2 separate regions of the Hordeum vulgare genome follow, and region 1 is linked to region 2. The links are chromatin contacts, called in public Hi-C maps. All regions are on one chromosome and are shown on one strand. The core of a region is the stretch at or near the end of the contact, and the rest is flanking DNA. Distances in the headings are between cores, read along the strand shown. Region 1 has its middle 83 kb from the start of LOC123426602. Region 2 has its middle 140 kb from the start of LOC123426603.

What was found. Hi-C and Micro-C count contacts between places; a contact is called where the count stands out from the background.
Region 1: a contact with region 2 is called in a Hi-C map of seedling, with 2.9 times the contacts expected there. The contact joins two enhancer-like sites. A contact is called at or near these places in 2 of 6 Hi-C or Micro-C datasets (leaf and seedling).

Annotation. Positions count from the first base shown.
Region 1 is chr2H:450,594,610-450,601,373 of MorexV3_pseudomolecules_assembly, reverse strand. No RefSeq gene overlaps it. Among protein-coding and RNA genes, the nearest start is that of LOC123426602, 83 kb to the right of the region's middle. Within about 2 kb of position 3,168, at least 3 of the 3 cell types and tissues checked have open chromatin away from gene starts, as enhancers often do. A contact at or near this core is called in leaf and seedling, where this site is marked.
Region 2 is chr2H:450,800,234-450,807,173 of MorexV3_pseudomolecules_assembly, reverse strand. No RefSeq gene overlaps it. Among protein-coding and RNA genes, the nearest start is that of LOC123426603, 140 kb to the left of the region's middle. Within about 2 kb of position 4,358, at least 3 of the 3 cell types and tissues checked have open chromatin away from gene starts, as enhancers often do. A contact at or near this core is called in leaf and seedling, where this site is marked.

The sequences.
Region 1 (6,764 bases), core at 1,919-4,418, 200 kb after region 2:
CGGTTGTAGGTGGTGCTGGCTACGATCTCGATGAGACCAAAGCCAGGAAGGCTGAGGCGGACCGCTCACGCCGTTGACCTATGGCCAAGCTGGCATGTAGCCTGCTTTCGTGCAAGATCAGCTCAGCCTGGACCTGGACGGCTTCGCGCTCTACCACGTGTTTCTGGATGACTACGGCCTCGGGGAAGAGGATGTGGTGGACATCGACGGAGAGCTTGTGTTCGAGGACGAGCTCGCCACACAAGCCGCTGGGGTGCAACCCAGGCAAAAGAGCAGACGGACGAAGGCATACGCGGCGACCGAGGACAAGCTCATTTGTGATTGTTGGAGGGACATTGGGCAAGATCACATGGTCGACGCCGATGAAAAGACATCAACCTTTTGGATTCATGTCCGTGAGTTTCACAAACGCAAGAAGTTTCCGCCGTACCAAATGCAAAGCATGCGCGGGTGGGTGTGCATTTTGAAGCGATGGAAGGTGATCCAACAAGAATGCAACAAGTTTTGTGCCACTTATGAGAGTATCAAGGCACGCCCCGTCAGCGGCATCGGCATACAAGACATGGTATGCATGCATACCCCCTCGTTGTTTACATGTTCATTTGTTAATATGCGTGCGTGTAATTCATTTACAAGCATTCCAAGCTTTAGAGACATTCAAGGTCCAACCTCAAGGCAAGTCCTTCAACCTTTCTCATTGTTGGAGGATCATCAAAGATGATGAAAAGATCAAGCTCCAATATGCCGCCCTCACAGCGCAGAGAGGCAAGGAAGACGAGGAGGAGGTTGGGGAGGGTGAGAAGCCACGGCGGCGGTGAAAGACCAACTCCAAAAAGGAGGACAAGCGGGGTGCGGCGTCGATCGCCTTGATCGCAACCGTGGAAGGCATGATGACCAAAAAGGATTTAAGGGAGGAGAAGCCTCGGCAAGACAAGGAAGAGCAAACGAATGCCTTCATGGAGATTCAAAGGAGGAGGCTTGAGATGGAGGTGAAGAAGCAAACTAGGATGCTTGAGATGGAGGTGAAGAAGCACGCCAAGATGCTAGAGATCAAGGTCGCCAATGTCAAGACCAAGACGAAAGAAGTGGCTCTCGCTAGCATGATAACGGGGGTGGAAATCATGAAGGTTGATCTCAACATCGTGTCGTCAAGGAAGAGGCCGTGGTTGGAGAAGATGCACGCCGACATGCTCAAGTTCGATGACGAGTGATCTATGGCATCAAGCGCCATCCTTTTTTTATGTCAGCAAGTGTGTTGGCATGATCACGGCCATGATGGCGTGGTCAAAGTCCCGTTCCTTTTTGTGTACTCGCATGTGTGTCGTCCGGTGGCAAGTGGGCGAGCATAAACTGTTTTGTGAAGCTCACATTGTATGCGGGCTGCACGCATGATACCGACATGAACTTTGGACGACGACATGATCGCTAGCTTGATCTATTTTTCAAATATGTGCGCGCACATAAATGGGTGGCTAGCGTTGGACACACTACCTACCCAAATTTTAAACTAAACAAATGGCGAACGGACGACCGACCTAAACGGACAAAAACGGTTAAAAACACCGTCCGTATAGGTCAGCGCGTTAGAATTGCTTTTAACAGAAACTATGAAAAGGATGTTTCCGTATTATTATTATCTTTTTTTCGCAATTATCAAGCGAGTAAAAAGAATCCACTCACTTGCCCGTGATAGTTCAAATTCGGCAGGTAGGTGCCAAAATTCTCCATCTATCGTGGGCAGGGATGCGCTGGCCCAAGATCGGCTGCCATGAAAGCCTGCAAGTGGTGGGGGCACCAGGCGGTTGCCACACAGCCGGTTGCTCCCCCCCCCCCCCCCCCCCCCCCCCCCTCTCTCTCTCTCTATTGATGTCTTTTGGGTAGGATAATCCGTACATTGCACGTCACTTTTGAAGATGCAGATCACAGTACGCCATGCATGCTGCCTGCAAATTTCTGCATCTGCGCACAGTACTGTCCTCTGTTGTTATTGCAGTACCCCTGTCGGTCACCCCCACAGGCACAGCCACAGCCACAGCTTTTCTCCCTCAATCTTTGATGACCCACGCCTGAATTGGCAGATCCACGCGAGATGCATGCACTGCACTGATGTTTGCGCCTTCTTTGCGGGTTCCCTTTCCTTTTCCTTTGGTGGAGGTAGCAGTGCACCGTGCTCGTGTCTCTGTCCACCTATAGCTCTACTACCACACAGTGGCCGAGATTTGTCTAGCTTTTCACCTTTTTCCGTGACTGTCAAAGGCCTTGCAGCGTGCAGCAGGCCCAGGATTGTTGGGAACATTGAGCCTTGGGCAGACCATGCACCAGAAGGGCCCAGTACTAGTGTAATTGTGAATATGGTACTAAAATACCATTCCTACTTGTACCACTACCAGCAGTGGTAGTAGCAGGCAGCAGTGGCCGCAGGAAGGAAGAGATTGCAGTGCATGCATGCTCTGCTGTCATGCACCTCGCCCTGCCCTGCAGCAGTGGCCCTCGAGAGCGCCCGCTGGCCTACGAATGGCTTCTCTCCTTTGCACCATGATGCATGCATGTACCGTTGACGTGTGGGCTTGGCGCGCTGCTTGCTTGGAAGGAGTTGCTCGGTGACCTGTGAGCAATGGATGCAACCTTCGTCCCGTTCATTTGTGCAGAGCCTGCGTGTGGTCATAAGACGTACCAATCAGGCACGCATCGAGATTTTCATTTGCCACACATGCCGACGCACTGTATCATGAGGGAGGCACGCATGTGATGGATCATTGGTGGACGGATGTTACAGGCATGGACATCTACGGACCGAAGCGTGAAAGGTGGCAACAGCACCGGGTCAAGGGACAGCGGAATCCGAGCGCGGGCACGCGGAGCTAGGGGTCGAGGCACCGAGCTGTCAGTGTCAAAGTCCCAAAAGACGCACGCAACTCCGCGACGCGAGGATGCTTGCTCGCTCGGAAGGAGAGAAAGGGAGACACTGGCTGGGCACATGCTCGCACGGGACGCGTCTGTGGTGTGGTCTCGGACGGGCGGGAGGGGCTGCCGTGTCGGACAAAAGATTGCAGCTGCCTGCTCGACCAGGGCATGTAGTAAAAGCCATCGCACGCACACTGCCCACCACTACTACGCTCTGGTGGTGCCTTGCCCGGGTGGGTTTGGCACGGCGAACCACGTCGTCTCTGTGTCTGTGGCGCTGTTCCTTACCTACCGGAGCGAGTGGAGATCATCATCAGACGAGGGAAGTAGTAGGGTGGCGCTTTGCCCGGCAGGCGCAAAACCATACTGATCCGATGGGTCATCGCATGTGCCACCTCAATCACCGCTCTCCTCTGACGCGTCCACGTGGTTTGGGTAAAACATCGGCTGTTGGAGTACGTCACCACTGTGCTGCTACAGCTACTACGAGAGTGGCCGCTGGTTTGAGAGGAGGACAAATTTGCACAAAGAACGTGTTTGGTTGCCTTCAAAATTGTAAGGTAAATAGAAGGGTTGTCAACGAATATTGCTTTTGGCTCCCGAACTCACTGGAGACCTTTAAATTCAAACTTCAAATTCAGTAAAAATTTGTATTTTATTGTTTCAAAAAATTCTGAAAAAAAATACATAGATAGATGAAGGTATAATACACAAGTGTGTAAATTTTCAGAACAAAATACGTTGAAATGAGGGCTGTGCAAAAAAGACAAATCTAAGATTGTTTAACACATGTTACTATTCATCAGTTCAGATCATGAATTTGTCATTTTTGTACAGATCACGTTTTAAAGTATTTTGACCTGAAATTTCACACACAGGTGGGTTACGTCCTTATATACATGCATATTTATTTTCAGAATTTATTTTCGGAACCATAAAAATTTGAATTTGAATTTTTCAAAAATAAAGGCCTCCATGAAGCTCGGCCTCCAAAACACCATTCTCGGTTGTCAAACCCTTCTACTCGTTACTTACACTATTAAATACTGATAGATATAAAATATAAATATGAAAAATAAATAATAAAAAATAAATGATATTAACATTTTTGTAATTTTAGCAATATAACTTGAGTAGATCTGAAGCCTATATTTTTTTATAGAGGCTTTTTTCAAAAGTAGATGTAGACAAATTATTGTTGAGCCATTTACAGAATAGCATATAGTTATGATATTTTATTCAAGACAATGATCGTGTATCTTGACATTACGTTCATAAACAAATAGATCGACTCGTATCTGCATCTACTACTATTATTTAACTCATCAACCGTTGTTCAGCATGTATCTAGAATATTAAGTATAAAATATAATAAAGCTTCGAACAAGATAACATGGTATAGACAAAGTAAATTCAAGCCATATAAATAAGCCCCATCATTTTATCCTTAATGATAGCAATGCAAATACGTGTCATGTTTTTTTGTCATTCGGATTGAGCAAGGCAAGATTCAACCCATCACAATGCACTACTCTTATTAAAGATAAATCTATCTACTTGGGCAGACCAAACAAATAGATTGGAGAAATACGAAGCTATAACAATCATGCATAAAATAATTCAGAGAGGACTCAATTAATATTCATGAATAATCTAATTGTAAATCCATAATTATCATATCTTAATAAACACACCGTAAAAATGATTACATCAATAGATCACCCGAGAATTGCGGTGAACTTTGTATTGAAGATCGAAGAAAGAAAAGGCATATAGGTACTCGTTATGGACCCGTAGGTGTGTGCTGAACTACTCACACGACATCATGGATGCAATAAGTTTGAAGTAGATGGCCTCCGTGATCGATTCCTCCTCCGACATGGCAACGAAAAAGGTCATTAGAAGGCCTCCCGTCGGAACACTCACTTGTGGCGGCGAAAAAGGTGTTTCGGGTGAATCTTTGTTGAATTTTCGATATATGAGAATTTATAGGGGTGAAATTAGGTGAGACCGAGCCACGAGGAGCCCACACGGCAAGAAGTGTAGGCGCGCCCTGCTGCCTTGTCGTCTCCTCGTGCGTCGTTCGTCTCCCTCCAAAGTTTTTAGGTCTTATTTTGGTCAAAAATAATCATCAAAAAAATTCGTAGCGTTTGTACTCCGTTTGATACTGGTTTTCTGACAAAACAAAAACATACAGAAAGTAATAACTCGCACTTGATAGTGGGTTAATAGGTTAGTTTTTAAAAGATATAAAATAGCATATGTTTCAATATAATATATCCAAGATTAATAATACAATAGAGTGAAACAATCAAAAGCTATATATACGTTGGAGATATATTAGTTCGAAGAGGTAAAAACTTTGGATAGTACTACTCCCACTACTTTTGATTACAAGGATTTTACTTATGAGTTGCTCCTTTACTAAATATATTTCCCTCCTTCAATCCATGATTCATTCACCTAGTGCTTATGAACAAATCAAAGCTTTTATTAAACATATTGTAAGAGGTTCTATTAAAACCAATTAGGAAAAACTTGAATTAGAGGTTTCCATACCTAGAAGTTTGCATCATGAATGGGAACCCACAATTAATGTAAAGATAAAATATTAGAGGTTTCGACTATGCCAAAAGAACTATATGTTGTTCTCGGTTTCTCTAATGTGAGTGAATGTTCTTTAAATTTGCATCCAGCGGATTCTTATATTAAAAAGCCTTTCACAATAGTGAATGATGTGCTTATTATTTCTAATATTAATTATGTTCACATGAACTTTATCATTATTGATATCGAGTGTAATTTGTTTTGTCCAATTATACTTGAAAGACCCTTTTTGAATACTATAGGTGCCATTCTTGACATGAAGGAAGCTAACATACAATTCCTATTTCCTCTAAAGAAAGGCATGAAACATTCACCTAAAACAAGATTAAACCTCCTTATGAATCTATCATGAGAGCTATATATGGCACATATCTTTGAAAGATTGCATTATGCCAAGCTAAGGGAATTAAATAATAATACTTGTTTGGAGGGAACCCAATAGTTATCTTTTTTGTTTGTGTTAACAAGTTTATTGCCTCTATAGTAAATATTTTTGTATGTTTTATTTTGCTCTTTGTGCCAACTTGAACCTTTGGGATGTTATAAAATATATTTTTATTAGGTTTTGTGCAAAGTAGAAATTTTGTGTCTAGTGATTGAAATGTTTATCTATAATGGAATGTGGTCAACTCGAGAAATGTTTACACAGTATTGCATTATAAATTATCTATAGTGTCCTAATTTTACAAAATTTCTGAGGTATAGAAGTATGATAAAAAAAACTAGATCCTTGTGTATTGTTGTGTTTTTGACAAATTATGTTTTGTTTTATCGTTTCCTTGTTTTAAAGTCTCTACGGTTAATATCGAGGGGTATAAATTGTGGAACTCATAAAATACATTAGACATCAATTGAGAATAATAATGAATCTTGTCTTGAGAGTACCTAAGTGTATGATTTATTTTATTATAGTGACCTATCTAAGGTTTTATTATTGTAGAAGAACGAGGAGCATTGATAACGTAAGCTTGGGGATTCCCAAGTCACCCAAGGTAATATTCAAAGAATACTCAAGCATCTAAGGTTGGCTATGCCCCGTATGGGATCCCTTCTTTTTCTTCAAAACTATCGATATATGTTACTTGAAGCTATATTTATCCACACTATATGTGTTTTGCTTGGAGAGTGTTCTGATTTTACTTATGTTTTGTATTAGTATATAAATCATTGCTTGCTTAACACACCTTTTATGAGAGCCACACATTCATCTAAATTTATAGATTGCTCATCTATACTTCATTTATATCTTTTTG
Region 2 (6,940 bases), core at 3,109-5,608:
TGCATAACAATAATACACATTTAAAGTTAATTAGCAATTTTATATTCCAACAAAATTACTATTTTTCTGATCTTAGTAGCGAACTTACATGCAAATTTAAGCTAATACATTTGTTTTGAGTAAAAAGCTAGTAATTCTAATTTAAAGGTGTTTTCATAAACGTTAAATTTAAAGGAGGGTCGACGTAGGGAGGAACGTCGGCGCAGGGCAGATCGGGGAGGACGCTGGGAGGAAGTCGCAGTGGTGGGGGAGGGGTGGCTAGAGGAAGGAGGGCCGACACATGGAGGAGTCCGGCCGTAGAGGGGTGGTCATGGGGAGGAGGGTCAGTGCGGGGAGGAGGGACGGCGCGAGGAGGGGCGACCGTGGGGAGGAGGGTCGACGTGGGAAGGGGTGACCGCGAGGAGAAAGGCCAATGCGGGGAGGAGGGCCGGCGCGGGATCTCTCGGGTTGCGGGCAGGGACGGGCATAGCGGGGGCGGTGTGGGTGGTTGGGGCGGGGGAGAGGTGGGGAGAGAGACTAGGGGTGGGGGTGGGGGCACAACCATTAGATAGGCACCCTGTTAAGAATTTGTCCGATTAACCAGTTAACTTGTCGATTAATCCCTACTCGTAGGGTCACTGAGTAGCCGATTAACTCATAAATCGCCTGATTAATGGATTAAATGGCCGATTAACTTGCCGATTAGCCTATTAATCCCCTACTCACTAGCCAATCGAGCAGTTACCAGTTAACGATTTCCTCAACAATGGATAGGAATTTTCTTTGTCATGTGCTAGCACACGACAAAGAGTACAAAAGCGGACGACAAAGAACTAGCGGACGACATCGAGTCCATCCATTTGACCTAGCCAGTTCCACTATCCACTGGAGCCCAGTTGGGCTCTTTGCCGCCTGCCTTTAGGCTCTTTCCCGTTTGCGAGCACACAACAACGAATGTACTAATGGAAAAGAATATCTTTGCCATGATTCCCTTCTTTTCCGCCTGTTTTGTAGAAGCTGGCGGCAAAGACCTTCTTTGCCGTATGTTCGCAGACGACAAAGAAAGGACTGATGGCAAATTCTTTGATTCCAGTAGTGAATTCTTTTATAGCAAAGGACATGCCTGAGAATACTCATATATGAGGCAAGCGCTCCGAGGACACATGGGAATTTCTATCTAGTCATGTTCATCATGTTGAATTGATTCACGTTCATTATTTTGATCATTTGATATGTGGGTGGACCGAGGCGTTGTTCTTACTTGAACAAGCAACCCACCTATGATTACCCCCTCTTGCAAGCATCTGCAACTTCGAAAGAAGATTTAAGATAAATCTAACCATAGCAAGAAATGTGTGGATCCAAATCAGCCCCTCATGAAGCAACACATAAACCGGGGTTTAAACGTCTGTCACTCGCGCGACCCATCATCTACTTATTATTCCACAATGCCTTCCCGTAGGCCCATAACATGGGAAGTGTCGTATGTTTTACGGTCACACGACACCATTAAGAGAAGCAACAACATACACATCATCAAAATATCAAACAAATACCAACTTCACATGATTACTCATAACAAGACTTCTCCCATCCTCGGGAACACTAATAAATACTCACACCTCATCAACATGTTCAACATCACAGGTATAATAATGGTAATTAAGGATCTGAACATCATATCTTTCACCAAGTAAACCAACTAGCATAAACTACAAGATGTAATCAACACTACTAGTAACCCACATGTACCAATTTGAGGTTTTGAGACAATTGTTGAATACAAGAGATGAAATAGGATTTGGAGATGAAATGGTGCTGGTGTAGATGTTGATGAAGATTGATCCTCCCATGAAGGAGGAAGCATTGGTGATGCTGACGGCTTCGATTTCCCCCTCCCGGAGGGAAGTTTTCCTCGCAAAATCTCTCTACCGGAGAGCAAAAGGACCTCTGCCCAGGTTTCCGCCTCGAGACGGTGACGCTTCCTCCCGAAAGTATTCTTATGAATTTTCTAGGGTAAAACAAATCATATAGGAGAAGTGGGGCGTCGGGAGACCCGCTGGGCCCCCACAAGGCAACAGGGCGCGACCACGGGGTTAAGTGCGTCTTATTGGCTTGTGGCGACCAGGTGGCCCTCCTCTAGTATAATTTTGGCCCGATAATTCTTAAATATTCCATAAAAATTCTCCATGAAGTTTAAGTTCATTTGTAGTCCAGTGTTTTTTCAACCTTTTTCTTGGTTTTCACGTCCGGAATTCCAATTTCTAGCAATTTCCCTCTTTGTGATGTACCTTACGTATTCAAAGATAAAAGACATAAAAATTGTATTGTAATGAGGAATAATGGACAAGAATATCATAATATCAATACAAATTCATGATGAAAAATGAACGTATCAGCGCCCAACCCAGAGGGCCGCTGCCGCTCGCCCCCATCACGCGCAGGATCCCGAGCGGTTCCATGGCCAGCACGAGTGCCGACGGGCGCTACCCCGCCCCCGGTGCAATCTGCAGGAGGGTGGCAGGGTTCCCTTCTATGTAGCATGAATGTGTAAATAGATTAAGAAAAATGTTGATATTGATTTGTGTAAATATGATCTATAAAGAATGTTGTATCTACAATTTTTTTATGGTGAGGTGTCTTCAAACCAGTTATAGTAGATTTGTTGTGTAAATCTATCTATAAAGAATGTCATGGAAAATGTTTATGTGTTTAGGTATCCTGTGAGATTTTAATTAAAGAAATTATTTGTTGTCTTTAGATTAATTCGACTCACGACAAAGATGGTGTTTTGACTCAAGGCGAAGATCTGCTTTGCCGTGTGTTACTGAGATTGGATAACGGTAAAATCTTTACCATCCACTCGATGAAAAGGTGAGAACAAAGTACCCTTTGCTGACGGCAGAATCCTGACCGTCTGTTTTCTCGTCTTTGCCGTCTGGTCTTTTCGTGTAGTGTTTGGAGCGCCAAGAGGCACACATCCTAACACGTTATTAGCATTAATTATGCTTGGCTATGTAATGTTCTTCATCAACGCAACCGTTCATTACCTTGTAACATGAGGAGACAAGGTGTGGACACACTCTATATCAGCCATCCCGTAGCTTTGATACATGGGTTTGTTATCCTTTGTAACATTGAGACCCAAGAGAAAACATAGCCGGCATGAGACGTAGGGTTGTTACCTTCTGTGTGAGAAGTCTGAACTCGTAAAATCTTTGTGTCACATTTGCGTCATTGTTAGATCCAGCCCTTCTTCGTACCCCTAGTACTCATTGTCATGTTCATTTCCACGACACAAATCATGCTCTTCGAACGTATTTGAAGTGGTATGTATTGCAAGTAATGTACCTATATTCGGACTAGATCATAAGTTTATTTTTTATGCATCTATTAAAATAATCATCAGAACTAATCCTAAGAGATGAATGAAGAAGATTAACTTATTTGTTAGCCATTTTCACAAGAAGATTGGCTAAATAATGATAATTATACCTTTAGTTTGAGCTGAATAAATTTTTTTGCGTGAAAAATGCAGCTAGATACTCCGTGGACTCGGTGCCATCAATCTTGTGCTTTATAAGTTCGAAAACAATGCATTCCAGACTTCAGTTAATTGGAGAGGTGTCGGTGAAATTGCGCATCAACCTTAAGCTAGCTGAATTTGCGGGTGGCCGACAGACATGTCTTATGAACTTTGTGGTTGTCAAAACCGATCCAGTCAGTGGTGGCATTACATCGAGTGGTGCTTTGACTCGATGTGATAATGCCTTCTGTAATTGTCAAATGGTGACACAAAATCTTATCTTGTCTCATACAGTACAGTAACTTGTATCATGTGTGGGATGACATGTGCACACATCGATCCGCACGCAGATGATCAGTTGATCACATGATCCATCTTGTTGGGCAAAGTCTAGAAAAGGGCAATGCATGACATGAGGTGATGAGCGCCGTGGACCAGCGTGTCCACTGTCCAGGCTTTGTTCCGTCCGTATAGATAGATAGATCGTGGCGTCACGGACGCTCCTACTTGCACAACAATTATGCATGCACCGCACAAAGCATGTGGTCGAGGCCGGCCCCGCCATTCATACGGATACATCATGCATGTGAGCGTCGCTTGTCGACAGGATTTGTACGCCTTCGTTCATTCATTAATAGCTGTAGCGCTCGTCGCACTCGCCGCGAAAACTACAGCAGGCGGAATGCGATACATGCACGGCACTCCTTGACGCGAAACGACAACAAAGTACACGTATTCCTTCCTCTCCCGTTTACATCTTTGTTTTGGCTTTTCCAGTAGGATATGCACCCGGCAGGCGTGCTGTTCTCGTAGCCAAGCGAGAGGAGGTGGTGCTGTTCTCGTAGGCCCCATCCCACTCGACAATATCATGTGACTCTTTTCGTTTTCGATATATGTGCGTGGGATCCACCATCCCAGATCAGTCTTCTCTCCGTTCGAGTGGCCTATAGGTTTGCAGGTGCGCGTGTGACGGTGTGAGGCGCTTCTGGGTATGATAGGGTAGTATGATGCACATTTGCAAATATTATTGTATGATATTATTTTTGTAATTTGTAATATCATAAGGATATTCATAGTGAGAAGTACCTGTTGATTAATTAGGCACAATTTTCATGATTAGTTCCAAAATATAAAGCATGATGATACTATCTACTAACATGTGAAACTCTAACATATTAGATGAAGTAGACAACATAAATAGCAGCAACACAGTATAGCAAAACATGCACGCATCTAACATGTTCATCAGGCCAACGGAAACACGACGCACGTACCGAACGTTTGCAGATGAAGCAAATGTGTTTGGTGCAACTATGTTGTTGACGACGACGTTGGCGATGACGGGCCGAAGTAGACGGCGCTTGAGGCGGCGGTACGCAACACCGCCCGACTTGCTAGGTAGACTACCCGTTGTGAAAGCAGCGAGCAGTCGCGCAGAGCGCTTCCCAAAAACCTAATTCGCCCTCTCCCGTACATGATCAGAAAGGTGCCTGGTTCCGAGACCTGCTCTCCCGTTCGCCGGTGGACGCCAGCGCTCGGGATGGAATAGACTACGGTGACGGCACAAGGAACGAGGAGTGGCAAAACCCTAGATTGGTTTCTGTGTGTGTACAGCGCCCACGGCATGTGCCTTTTTATACTGCGGTTCGGAAAAACCCTAACGGGTGCGACGTGGCCCACGCCGCACATCCGAGTCGGTTGCAGCACACGATTCGGGAGCGACCCGAACCGGCCCAGCCGTGACGCGTCCGTCACGACTACGAATTCAGTTTTCCAAAACAGGACAATAAAGAGAAATGTTGTCTCGGCTCGAGGCCCGAATTCACGAATCGCGACGTGTCGAGTCGAGACGAGCGAGCGGCGGAGGAGGAGTGCGCGAAAGGCTCTCCTCTTCTCACTCACTTACAAGTGCTACAACACTCCACCTTATAAGGTGGTGTACATCTCCTCCAACTTTCCATGGGTGACTAAACTTTCCATTCCCATCACTTGCTTGTACACATGGGCCACTTTAAGATTTCAGGATTTGCTAGTTGGGTGCCCCAAATATGGGCCCAAATTCTAACAATTCCTCACCAGACCTCAAATGCCCATTTGGAGATTTTGTCACACCTCGCGTCTTGTTTATATACCAGTGTTTCAGCAGAGACCGTTAAGTTGAAGTTCCGCCTAGAACCTTGAGCTACGTCTATCGGCAACTTGAACAATGGACGAACCTTGAATTACAAGTTTGGTGCTTTTAGATTTCACTCAAAATCATAACTAGTACTTGGCTGCGAGTAGGCTACCCCGCGGGTGTAGCATATACGTCATACTACTTGGTCTCCTCATGAGTTAGAGATCACCCAAATCTCATAGACTCTGACGTTTTAACAGTCAGACTCATATAGGTGTGTTCTTTCAAGGGCGCTTTGTAGGATAGCACCTTTGCTACGAATAGCCAACATAAACACATTAAGGCATGTTGCCAACCTGCCATACAGCTCTTTAAGAGTTATGCATCTTCACTTAGAGAGGGTTTACAAAATACTCTCCTCACTTAAACCACTAGCTTGTTCTTCCCAGGTCCTAATTCACGGGATCTCCGATCACATAGGTTGGGTTACCACTAGGGTATAATACTCACGGGTCTCATACCCATCTCCTTCGATGCACTTTCTATCACATTACGTGATAGTCCCTTCGTAAAGGGATCTACCAGGTTTTTGTCTGTTTGAATATACGTAACAGTAATTAATTACTCCGGAGTTTCTCAATTTCCTGACATACTTCAAACGTCTTTTAACGTGTCTTGATGACTTCACATTATCATTAGAACTGGTCACCTTGGCAATCACCGTTTGATTGTCACAATTCATGAGGATGGCCGGTAATGGTTTTTCAACCACCGGCAAGTCCATCAAGAGCTCACGCAGCCATTCTGCCTCAACAATGGCTGGATCTAAAGCAGCAAGTTCTGCTTCCATGGTTGAGCTCGTCAATATGGTCTGTTTGCAAGACCTCCATGACACTGCGCCACCTCCAAGAAGGAATGCATATCCACTTGTGGTGTAGAGCTCATCTACATCTGATATCCAGTTTGAGTCACTGTATCTCTCAAGAACGACACAGTGCCCTGAATAGTGAATCCCATAACTCATAGTACCGTTCAGATAGCGCATGACCCTTTCAAGTGCACGCCAATGATCATTACCCGAGTTTGACATGAACCTGCTCAACTTGCTCACAGCAAAAGAGATGCCAGGCCTCGTCGCGCTCGCAAGGTACATGAGTGGACCGGTTATTTGAGAGTATCTCAATTGATCTCTCGCTATCCTCTTGTTCTTTCGAAGTGTCATGCTCGGATCATAAGGTGTTGGAGAAGGCTTGCTATCAGTAAAGCCGAAACGGCTCAAGATCTTCTCAACATAGTGTGATTGCGTTAACGTAATCCCA